Regions from separate parts of the Sus scrofa genome. Here all the other regions are linked to region 1. A link is a contact called in public Hi-C data. All regions are on one chromosome and are shown on one strand. Each heading gives the region's core, a stretch centred on a gene start, on an enhancer-like site or on the middle of the called end of the contact. The rest is flanking DNA. Distances are from core to core; before and after follow the strand shown. Region 1 has its middle 36 kb from the start of AKR1E2. Region 2 has its middle 120 kb from the start of AKR1E2. Region 3 has its middle 100 kb from the start of AKR1E2.

The links. Hi-C and Micro-C count contacts between places; a contact is called where the count stands out from the background.
Region 2: a contact with region 1 is called in a Hi-C map of skeletal muscle, with 5 times the contacts expected there. The contact joins two enhancer-like sites. A contact is called at or near these places in 1 of 5 promoter capture datasets (liver), 24 of 47 Hi-C or Micro-C datasets (adipose tissue, alveolar macrophages, embryonic fibroblasts and 14 more) and 1 of 2 datasets of contacts at active chromatin or transcription factors (skeletal muscle).
Region 3: a contact with region 1 is called in a Hi-C map of retroperitoneal adipose tissue, with 1.9 times the contacts expected there. The contact joins two enhancer-like sites. A contact is called at or near these places in 1 of 5 promoter capture datasets (liver), 7 of 47 Hi-C or Micro-C datasets (alveolar macrophages, brain, fetal heart ventricle and 4 more) and 2 of 2 datasets of contacts at active chromatin or transcription factors (alveolar macrophages and skeletal muscle).

Annotation. Positions count from the first base shown.
Region 1 is chr10:65,728,208-65,731,672 of Sscrofa11.1, reverse strand. No RefSeq gene overlaps it. Among named protein-coding and RNA genes, the nearest start is that of AKR1E2, 36 kb to the right of the region's middle. Within about 2 kb of position 1,587, at least 10 of the 83 cell types and tissues checked have an H3K27ac peak or open chromatin away from gene starts, as enhancers often do. A contact at or near this core is called in adipose tissue, fetal liver, retroperitoneal adipose tissue and 1 more, where this site is marked.
Region 2 is chr10:65,815,196-65,818,660 of Sscrofa11.1, reverse strand. No RefSeq gene overlaps it. Among named protein-coding and RNA genes, the nearest start is that of AKR1E2, 120 kb to the right of the region's middle. Within about 2 kb of position 1,695, at least 29 of the 83 cell types and tissues checked have an H3K27ac peak or open chromatin away from gene starts, as enhancers often do. A contact at or near this core is called in adipose tissue, fetal liver, retroperitoneal adipose tissue and 1 more, where this site is marked.
Region 3 is chr10:65,795,619-65,799,083 of Sscrofa11.1, reverse strand. No RefSeq gene overlaps it. Among named protein-coding and RNA genes, the nearest start is that of AKR1E2, 100 kb to the right of the region's middle. Within about 2 kb of position 1,958, at least 14 of the 83 cell types and tissues checked have an H3K27ac peak or open chromatin away from gene starts, as enhancers often do. A contact at or near this core is called in retroperitoneal adipose tissue, where this site is marked.

The sequences.
Region 1 (3,465 bases), core at 338-2,837:
ATAACTTTGAGAAAATGTAATTATCTTAATTTTTTTTAAGGACCAGCCCCAGACATTGTTTTGAGAACCACTACTTCGTATGTTCCTGTAATCCTCTAACCTCTGAAAACCATTATACATGATACATCCAAATTCTAACCATGGCATTGGTTATTCCAGTATTTTGAGAACTATTTGAAACATAAAGGTAAAGTTCCTCCATTCGTGAAATTAACGCAATCTGAAAATTCACATATTAATCCAAAAAAAGAAAAAAAGAAAGAGGTTTGATTATTGAAAATATTATAGCTTTAGAGAATGAAAATTACACTGGAGGGGTAAAATTTTTAACAGCCCACTTAAAAATGTGGAGCAAAATATTTACTTGGCTGTGAGCATCTCTGTCAGCAAACTTCTAAATGATTACCGTGTCTTACGTGCAAGATGATATTTCGGTTACAATTAAAATCATTGGTTGGATTTTAAGACGCCTCCGACTCAACCTACAAATTTGGGATTTACTAGGAAAGAATAACAAAACATCTTAAAAACTTCTTGAAGGGTTCTTTTCTTCTTATATCAAGAAGCAAAATGCACTCAGTGCCCTGTTGAGTAAGTTAAAAAGCATCCAAGACATAGGCAAATTCCCTTGATAAAAATGTTTTCTAGATTAATATTGCTATTCAAAGTCCTTTCCACATCGCTTGGATTTTTCTTTTCCTTTTAAAGCACCAAGTTTCTCCTCCTGGTTTTGGAATCCATGAACAGATCCGGTGCCATGTCACAGACACAGTCAGATCCTTTAAAACCTTTTCTCTTTCTGTTTCTTTTTTTGAGTTTCCTGTCGGCCTGACACATTGTGTTCTCACATCCCTTGGAAACCACGTGGGGAAGAAATAAAGTGCACCCCTCCGTCCACAGATAGGCAATGTTTGCTCACCGACTGGGGGAAACACAACAGGTCACTGCAATTGGCTATATATGGTCATTCAGTCACACGGAGCAAGGGACGAGGCCAGGACACAGGAAACACCTGTGGAAAAGGACTCCGAATAATGGGCCCTTTTGCAGTTTAACTGTTCACAAAGCACAGAAATACCAAATACCAGCAACATGTTGGCCAATGTTATTTAAAACGGGCTCCCTGCAAAGACAGGGGAGCAGGTGCAAGACTTGCCTCTCAAAAACGTTCTGTTTTGGAGTTCCTGTGGCTCAGCCAAAACGAATCCAACTAGCAGGCAAGAGGATGCCAGCTGGATCCCTGGCCTCGCTCTGTGGGTTAAGGATCCGGTGTTGCCTGTGAGCTGTGGTGTAGGTCGCAGTCTCAGCTTGGGTCCTTCGTTGCTGTGGCATAGGCCAGGGGCTACAGCTCTGATTGGACCCCAGCCTGGGAACCTCCATATGCCGCAGGTGCAGCCCTAAAAAGCCACACACACCAAAAAAAAAAAAACGTGCTTTTTCTTTAGCACCAAGTCTTGCACGTTGTAGCACTACCCACGGTAAAAGCAATGAAAAGTCTTCAGGGCAGACACTAAAACTGTCTTTCAGGGATGTCCTTTCCTGAAACCTGGAAGATGTGGAAACAAGGAACTTGTGCCTGAGGATGTAGCTCCATCTACAGGACGTGGGAGGTAGGACAAGGTCCATGTAAACAAATTCTCCGGCCACACGCGGATATTAAGGTTGTGTTTTGCTTCTGATAAATGAGCTTTTTCACTGAGAAGAAAGGAACGTGAAACGAGGGGTGACGTGCACGTGGGCCATTCATTCCTGAGGCTTTGATCGACTTAGTTTTTATTCTCTTCTTTGTAAATTAAAAAAAAAAAAAAAGTCCATGTAAGCTCATCTTTGGTTTAAAAGAAAAGGCAGTTCTGGTTGGGGATGTAGATGGCGGGGGCGGCTAGGCATTTGGGAAGCCGAGGGCATATGGGAAATATTTGTACCTTCCTCTCCATTTTGTTGTAAACCTAAAACGGCTCTAAAAAGTGCTCTTTTACATAAGAGAACAGACTTGTGGTTGCCAAGGGGAAGCCGGGAGCGAGGAGGAGTTTGCGGTTAGCAGATAAAACTAGTACATGTAGAATGGATGAGCAATGAGGTCCTACTGTACAGGACAGGAACCATATCCCGACTCTTGGGATAAAACATGCTGGAAAATAACACAGGAAAGGGAATGTATATATATACGTATGTATACATATATGCCTGGGCCACTTCGCTATACAGCAGAGACTGGTACAACATTGTAAATCAACCATATTTTAATTAAAAATAAATATAATAACAAATAGGGGTTTTGTTTTGTTTTGTTTCTTAGGGCCGCACCCATAGCATATGGGCCTATGGAAGTTCCCAGGCTAGGAATCGAATAGGAGCTGCATCTGCCGGCCTAGGCCACAGCCACGGCAAGACCAGATCTGAGCCATGTCTGCAACCTACACCACACCTCACAGCAACGCCAGATCCTTAATCCACAGAGAGAGGCCAGGAATGGAACCTCATCCTTATGGATACAAGTCAGGTTCTTTACTGATGAGCCACAAGGGGAACAATAAATCGTTTTTTTAAAACACAAAACCTCAGGCAGAGTCCACTCAGGGAGCACTGAATTCTTTTAGAAAATGGTATGGAGGTACCTCAGGAAACTAAACATAGAACTACCATATAATCCAGCAATTCCACTGCTGGGCATATATCTGGACAAAAGTTTCACTGAAAAAGATACACGCATCCCTGTGTTCATAGCAGCACTATTCACAATAGCCAAGACATGGAAACAACCTCAATGTCTATTGACAGATGAGTAGATTAAGAACATGCAGTACATATACATGGTGGAATATTACTCAGTCATAAAAAAGACAAACAAATGCCATCTTCAGCAACATGGATGGATCTAGAGACTCATTCTAAGTGAAGTCAGAAAGAGAAAGACAAATACCATATGGTATCGCTTGTTTGTGGAATCTACAATATGGCTCAGATAATCCTCTCCAAAAAACAAAAACAAAAAAACAAACACAAAAAACAGAAACAGATCATGGCCAAGAAGAGCAGACTTGGGGTTCCCAAGGGGAGAAGGGGAGGGAGTGGGATGCATGGGCATTTGGGGGGGGGGGTTGGATGAAAACTTATATTTGGAAGGAATGGGCTGTGGGTCCCTAACGTACAGAACAGGGAAATGTGTGTGATTGGGTCACTTTGCTGTACAACAGAACTTGATGAAACATTGTAAATCAACTATACTTTAATAAAATAATAATAATAAAACAAAAAAGAACATGTCAAACTAAAAATAAACTTAAAAAACCTTCCTCCAGTCCATCAAAAGAAAAAAAAAGAAGTCCTCTCTCCTCTCTGTTTTGGGTCCCGCCTGCTCCCGGCTCTCGGCTGGCCAGGGACTGCACGTCGGCACCTTCTTCCCACTTCTCCTCCCTCCCGGGTCCCATGGGCTCTGCACCCCCAGGGCAGTGGCCGGATAAGGAC
Region 2 (3,465 bases), core at 446-2,945, 87 kb before region 1:
TGCATGAGAGTATCTAATATATTCTCTAGCAGAACCGGATGTTGGCTGAATTAGGTTGATTTTAATTAAATTAATTGTCCCAGTGGTTACAGGAAGGCCTTAGAAGTCATTAATGAGCCCCAAGAGTGCAAGACACGGGGTTTGAGCCGTAACCCTGGGACCTACCGCATTCCTCGCCTCACTACAGACCTGCGAGGTCTCTAGGTTTGTGTGCCTGACTCAGTAATGTCCAAACTAAAGTTTTTCTTTCTGTACCTAGAGGTGACAGAGAAACACATCACTTTGCTGCTGAGAGTGGCATTTTAGGCAGAGGCTAGAAAGTAGGCAAAGTCTGCCTTGTGTAACATTTGTCCATGAATCAGACTGCAGCAGAGTCTCACAAAATATTTATTAAGAGAAAGAGTAAACTTAGCTGATCTAATTTCTGCCTGTTAGTTCTTGGCAGTCTGAAAGATTATATTAGTCAAGCTTTCCAAGTTACCCAATAGAATACAAAAATGATGGGAAAATATTCCAAGTAAATACTGCAGAAAACATGTCTTCCAAAGGCTGGAAGATGGCAAGATGGAAAGTTCTAAGGCATAAAAGTCGTACCACGGTACCGCATGTAAAACCAGAGCTTTTAGCAATAGGATATGCTAAGATTTTGACATCCTTAAACTAGCTAAGGCTCTTTGCAGCAAGTAGGGTAGAATATGAGCTTGCAATGAAGTCTCTCCTGAGTCTGTGACCCAGACGTGCTGATGAAAATTGGAGATATGCCCTCTTTTTTTTCTTTTCTTTTTTTTGTTTTTGTTTTTTAGGTCCACACCCGTGGCATATGGAAGTTCACAGGCCAGGGGTCGAATTGGAGCTACAGCTGCTGGCCACAGCCACAGCCACAGCAACTCGGGATCTGTGCCGCATCTGCGACCTACACCACAGCTCATGATCCTTAACCCACTGAGTGAGGCCAGGAATCCAACCCGCGTCCTCACGGATGCTAGTCGGGTTTGTTAACCACTGAGCCGTGAGGGGAACCCCCTGCCCTCATTTTATTTCATGGAGCCCACAGTCAGTACAATGCTGAATCCCTTTTGCAGAGTGCTCAATTCTCATATATTTTGTCATGAAATGTATGTGTTCACCACCCAAACTGAGAAAAAGTATAAATGAAATGAGAAGAGAAACAGAATATAATTGAGTATTTCAAAGCAATCTCCATTTTTGAAAACTATACATGTATGAATGATATGGTATATGCAAATATGATATAAGATATAAATATACATTATATATTAAATTATATAATTTTGGGTATTTCATAATATAATTTTCATTTATATTCATTTTGTAACATTCATTTCATAATATAATTATATATATATACACACACACACAAATACACAAAAACATATAGGCAGAAAACCAAAATATTGTCAGAATATTTATTTCTTGATGATGGAAATTTTAGTGGTCATCCTTGGTTTTGTTTCTGTGGTCCTACCTTAGGTATTTTCCAAATTGTTCACTGAATTTGAATTAACCTTTACAACGATAAAATGTAATTTGTTTCAAGGCTGAAAAGACTTGAAAAGACGGGGAAATCTTCACCTGAAAACTCTAATTGCAGCAATGATCTGAATCAGAGTTTCCCAGCGCCAGGGAAGCACAGCTGCCCCAAATGCAGAAACGTGGACACCTGTGCCCCCTAGTGGCCACCCTCAGTAAGTGTCCGGGGAGCCTCGTCCTCTGTTGGTAGGAATCTCCAGGGAGACTTGTGTTTATAAAACCGGGAAACCCCGCTCCCTCCTCCCAGGCTGGGGACCCACAGTCTACACTGAGAAATGAGGACTTAGAATTAGGGAATATCCTAATCACGGCTAATGAGAGAGACCCGGAAAAAAGCGGCTGCCACCCGTAGGAACACAAATAAAAAGGAAACTAGGTTTCTTTCAGTTTTAAAAAATACATCAGTATATACTATAGTGTGTATTAAAAGAGTATATATTTTAAAATATATTAGTCTATATACTTAGAATATACTACTAATATTAATAATGGTATTAATGTGTAATATATTACATATGTGTATGTAATACATGTACTAATAATAGTCATATATTACATGCACACTTTTATAGCATTTATGTACTTTAGCATACTTTATATCTTTGAACATATATATTTTTATAGTGTGCTTTTTAAATGTATGCCTGTGTTTGTGTCCGTATTTCTATACCTGTAGTTTTACATAGTATTGTGTGTGTGTATACTGCATATGATGTATATATGTAGAATATGTGTAGTATTCACACATGCCTATTTTTACAAATGATTCTGCATTTGTCAGGGTTTTGTTCTAATCAAGAGCCTAAAGTATGACACATCTGCATTTCTAAGTCCACAGCTAGCAAAAGCATTTCTTCCTTTTGAAGTTACGTGCAGCTCCAATTTGCTTGGAAAGTTGACACATCCAAGTTCATCGTCATTGCTGTTATTATTATTTATGAAATTCAGCATTTCCTCAGAGCCAGTTTGGATACAATAAAGTCTTCAGATCTACAGTCTCACGAGCAATTTATTACGGTCAGCAGAGGACCTTGAAGCCAAATGCCTTTCTTAGACCTGCTTTCAGCAGTGCTCATTGAATTCAGTTTCATGCGCTGGTTTGAAGGAAAAATGTGGGCAAGGTGATAAACACAGCCTTGCCTTGGCCGTAACCAAATTAAAACAGCCACCTCAACCGTGGTAGTCAGGGAATCACACAGGCTGAAACAAGAAGAAAAATCAATGTGAAAGCAAACCTACCTACACCGTATGTCCTGATGGCAGATTCTGACTCTGAGACATACCGCAGTCAGCATGAATCCTTCAGTGCCTGTTGAGTTATTTGAAGAGATTCCATCATTATATATTGAAACTTGGTCCAGGCTTTTTTAGACCATATTCTTAAATCTGCTTTAAAAACATGGGACAATTGCTTTAAAAATAAGTCCATATAAATAATATACGATTCAGGAATATATTGGATTAGGGTTGGTGACACATAAATGAGAACTTGTCATTTTCAAACACAAGCATTTCTTCTTGCTCATGACTTACTTGCCTAGATTTTAACCCGTCCTTCCGTCTTAGTGCATGTAGAGCTACTGGGGGAAGCCCCTTAAGACTCTCCAAGGAGGGACCTAGAAAGGTATACTTGCCGGGATTTGGGGGACACTGTCAGGATCAAACGAGATACATTATGTGAAAGATTATGATCTGACTAACACCCATGTCTGGGCTACTAACTCCTTACTGCCGATAAGCTGAAGACAGATATACGTAGATTTCAGCCTCCTTTCCTCTCAGAGCCAATTGCCTTTGGCCCGGCTGTCCGACGGCAGTTTGGACCTTGTCTGCCTACGGGCTAGGAACGCTGTGTCCTCTCTGCATTTGACTATCCCCGTATACAGTGGGCTTCACTGAAAATTTTGATTAAAA
Region 3 (3,465 bases), core at 709-3,208, 67 kb before region 1:
CTTTTATATCCATTAATTTATTCAGAGCCAAGTACATAGGTTTTATTAAAGAAAAATGCCCTGAATATATCTGCTGATAGGTTTAGTACTTATTGACTATATGCTATGCTCTTTGTGATAGAAGGATTCCAGCTGATCCAACACTGACCCTTCTCTCAAGAAGCGTGATAAAAATATGCATGTAAAACTAACAGCGTGATAAGGTGGAAAATATCCCAGTGGATATGGAAGTTTGGCAGAAGTACAGAGATAAATATATGTGCTATTTCTGCATTTCATGTCCAGAATTTTAAAAAAATCAACACATTCTGTTTTAGAGATAAGGTTACTAAGAGTATTAAGAGCACAAAAAGGAATGGAAAAACATGGTTATATGGCTGTTCCGGGCCAAAAATATCTGTCTCACCACTTTTTAAATGATGGGTTAATTTTTGAAAATAAACATCAGTTTAATCGATGATGTCTCACCTTTCATTTTTATTTTTTAGATCTGACACGTTGATCCTGAGGATATGTCTGATGAGCAAGCTGGCAAGTGCTTCTAATTTTACCTGGTAAAATAAAATGCCCCCAAACCACCTTGGCTAGTGTAGGGGAAGAAGAATAAAGTCTAAAACGCAATACCTGTTCCTCTTACACATCTTGACCCCTCCACACGGCCTTCACATAGTGCGCTACACATATTATTGAAAATCTGTTGTCATGAGCACTTGCAGACACTCTCCCAAGAACAACCACCACAAACCCAAACGGTTGCCGGATGAGCCGCGGTTTCCCCTTGTGCCAGCCAGGCTGACAATCACCATGAGCCCATGTCCACCACAGGGCAGGTCATGGGAAACAGTTGCTGCGAGTTAGTTAGACTTGCTCAATGTCAGTGTTTAGGGATTAATTTCATTGCTTGAGTTATTTAGATCACGATGGCAATAAAGATTTCAGAAAGCTATTGGGAAACATTTCCTTTAGGGAAGGAGGAACATGAAAACAGTCAAGAAGGGAACTGATTCATGCAAGAAACCTCTGTGTATAAAGCATTGTTTGTGTTACATTCACTGAAACAATGACGAGTGAAAGGACACTTAAATATGGGCAGTCAAGCCTTATTAGAACAGTTAGTGACTAATTACAGTTCAACACGCAAACATTTAGCTGTCTGTACCCTATGTGAATAAGCAAAGTATTTTTAAAGCCAACAACAAACACAAATAATACATTCCAATAAAAACGGCTTCTCTCGGATAACCACCACAACACAGAAATAATAGCACAAGCAATGGAAAAGTTTCTAAGTTCCCAAAAGACAATGGACAGACTTGTTCCACCCAGGCTTGCTTTGATATTTGTAGGAATAACTAACCCATCTATGCTAATGCACCATTAAACTTTTATCAGATCATCATCAGAACGCATGGGGATTAAAAATCATTTCAGCTGAATAATACATGCTAAAATGTACATCATCTGTGTTAAGCTAGTCGTAATCATTTGGCCAACGTACTTCAAAGGCTTGATGGACATCCGCCCGTTTTGAACTTAAGCATGAATATCTTGGCAACACAAGGGGAACGCTTTCATCACACTGAAAGGCAATACGAGCTATAAATGTGGGACATCTCAGCTTCCATCTGAGTAAGTCCTCAGAATTGCGACATTCACCAAGCAATAAATCCCTTGAGTTGTTGTTCAGACGCCCTCGCCCTCGATGCGTCTGAAGCAACTTCTCTGAGTGTTTTGTCTTGAGAGTTCTTTATCCTTCTATTCTTAGATCCTTCATAATGCGGGATACCCTTCCCTCCTGTAGCCTGGGTTCTCACACTTAGTCTTCCTTTTGTTAAAACCTAAGCAGCTCTTCAATTCACACTGAGGCATGGAGGGCTGCTTCCATCCGTGTGGGCTATCCCTTCCTGAGGCATAACTGAGGGAGAGGAATGCAGTTCAGTCTCTGCTGGAGACTGGCGAAGAGGAAGCTCTGCGGGGACTCCCCACCGCCCCCCGCTTGCCCGAACATTCTGCTCAGAGTAATAGCCAGGCTACGCACCCACCTGTGGCGTCAGCTTCCCATTCTGCTCCCTTTTTGACAATAAGAAGCCATGAGGATGCTTTTTGAAAGCTTTAATCTCTTATTTATCCCATGTGGATTTGGCCTTGGCAGAGAAACCACTTATGTATTCTTATATTTTTGTTTAATATTATTGCACTTCAGTCTCATAATCTTTCTCCCTTTTGCAAATTGAAGAGAGACTTTATACGATGCTTGGAAGAGAAGAGAAGACACCTTTGCAGATAAGATATGGATGGTTTTCTTATAGCATCTTTAAGAATAACTGTTAGGAACACAATACCCTTCACTTATCTCGGGTTTTCAATGAGAAAATACCTTTTTGGTTCGTAAAGAGAGACTACCACCATGGAGCCAAGGGATACACTGTGTTTAGGAGGGGGTCCCCTCATCTGAAATTATTTATTTCACGGTCTTCCAGAAGCGCCCAATTATCCGTCCCTAAAAATGTGCCCCCTGGGGCTCAGCACAGCCCCGCAGTAATGATGGTCAGACCCACGGGTGGCCCACACCATCGTCCTCGACCAGTACCGCATGAAAGAGCTCCTGGGTGGCTTTGTGACCTTAACAGACAGCTGAAAGGAGGACGGTGAAAAAGTGCAGGTCCATACACAGCGGGGCAGGGGAAAGACAAAGCCTAGAGTCACAGTGAGGCAGCTCCAGGAAGTAATCTCTTGGTTGAGGGGTTCTCAGGAAGAGAAAGGGAGGCAGACAGAGACGGCTGTGTCTCAGAACCTGTTCTGCCTGCATCAGTACAGGAAAGAGGAAAACTGGGAAAGAGCGTCCCACCCTCCCTCAGACAATGGTCGGCTTTATAATAGGATTGCATCTCAACCATCTTTAAGGAGCAGCACTTAGCATAGCTCATGACTCATGTCAGAGATACGATAAATATTTGTTGAGTGAGGGAATGAATACAATAATATAGTTTTAATTTTAGGATTTCCTGGCATTCCATGAAGACATTTTATGGTTTCACGTACGCAATAACATCTCAAGATGTACTGGATGTACCAGATTTTTTTTTTTTTTTTGCATTTCCATTAAAATGTAGGAAAACAAAAGAGCAGGAAATTTTTACATTTCCATTAAAAATGTAGGAAAACAAAAGAGAGCCAGCTGTGACTATTTATAGTGTGCTGAGAAATATTCCACAGAAATCGCTACCCAGTGATTTTTTTTTTTTCATTGGAAGAGTGTTGAGACAACTAGAGGGAAGCACTAAAAATGACAAAGCATTTCCTTAGAAATTATGAGGGAAAAAAAAAGTCCTGAAGAGCAGGGGAAATTTTAGTATTTAAAAAGATATTTTGACATAAATTGTGGATTGATCCCATTTAAAAGTAATCTTCACAGACTTAAGCCCAACAACGAAACACTGTGTTAGGAATACGACTCAGTGGTCA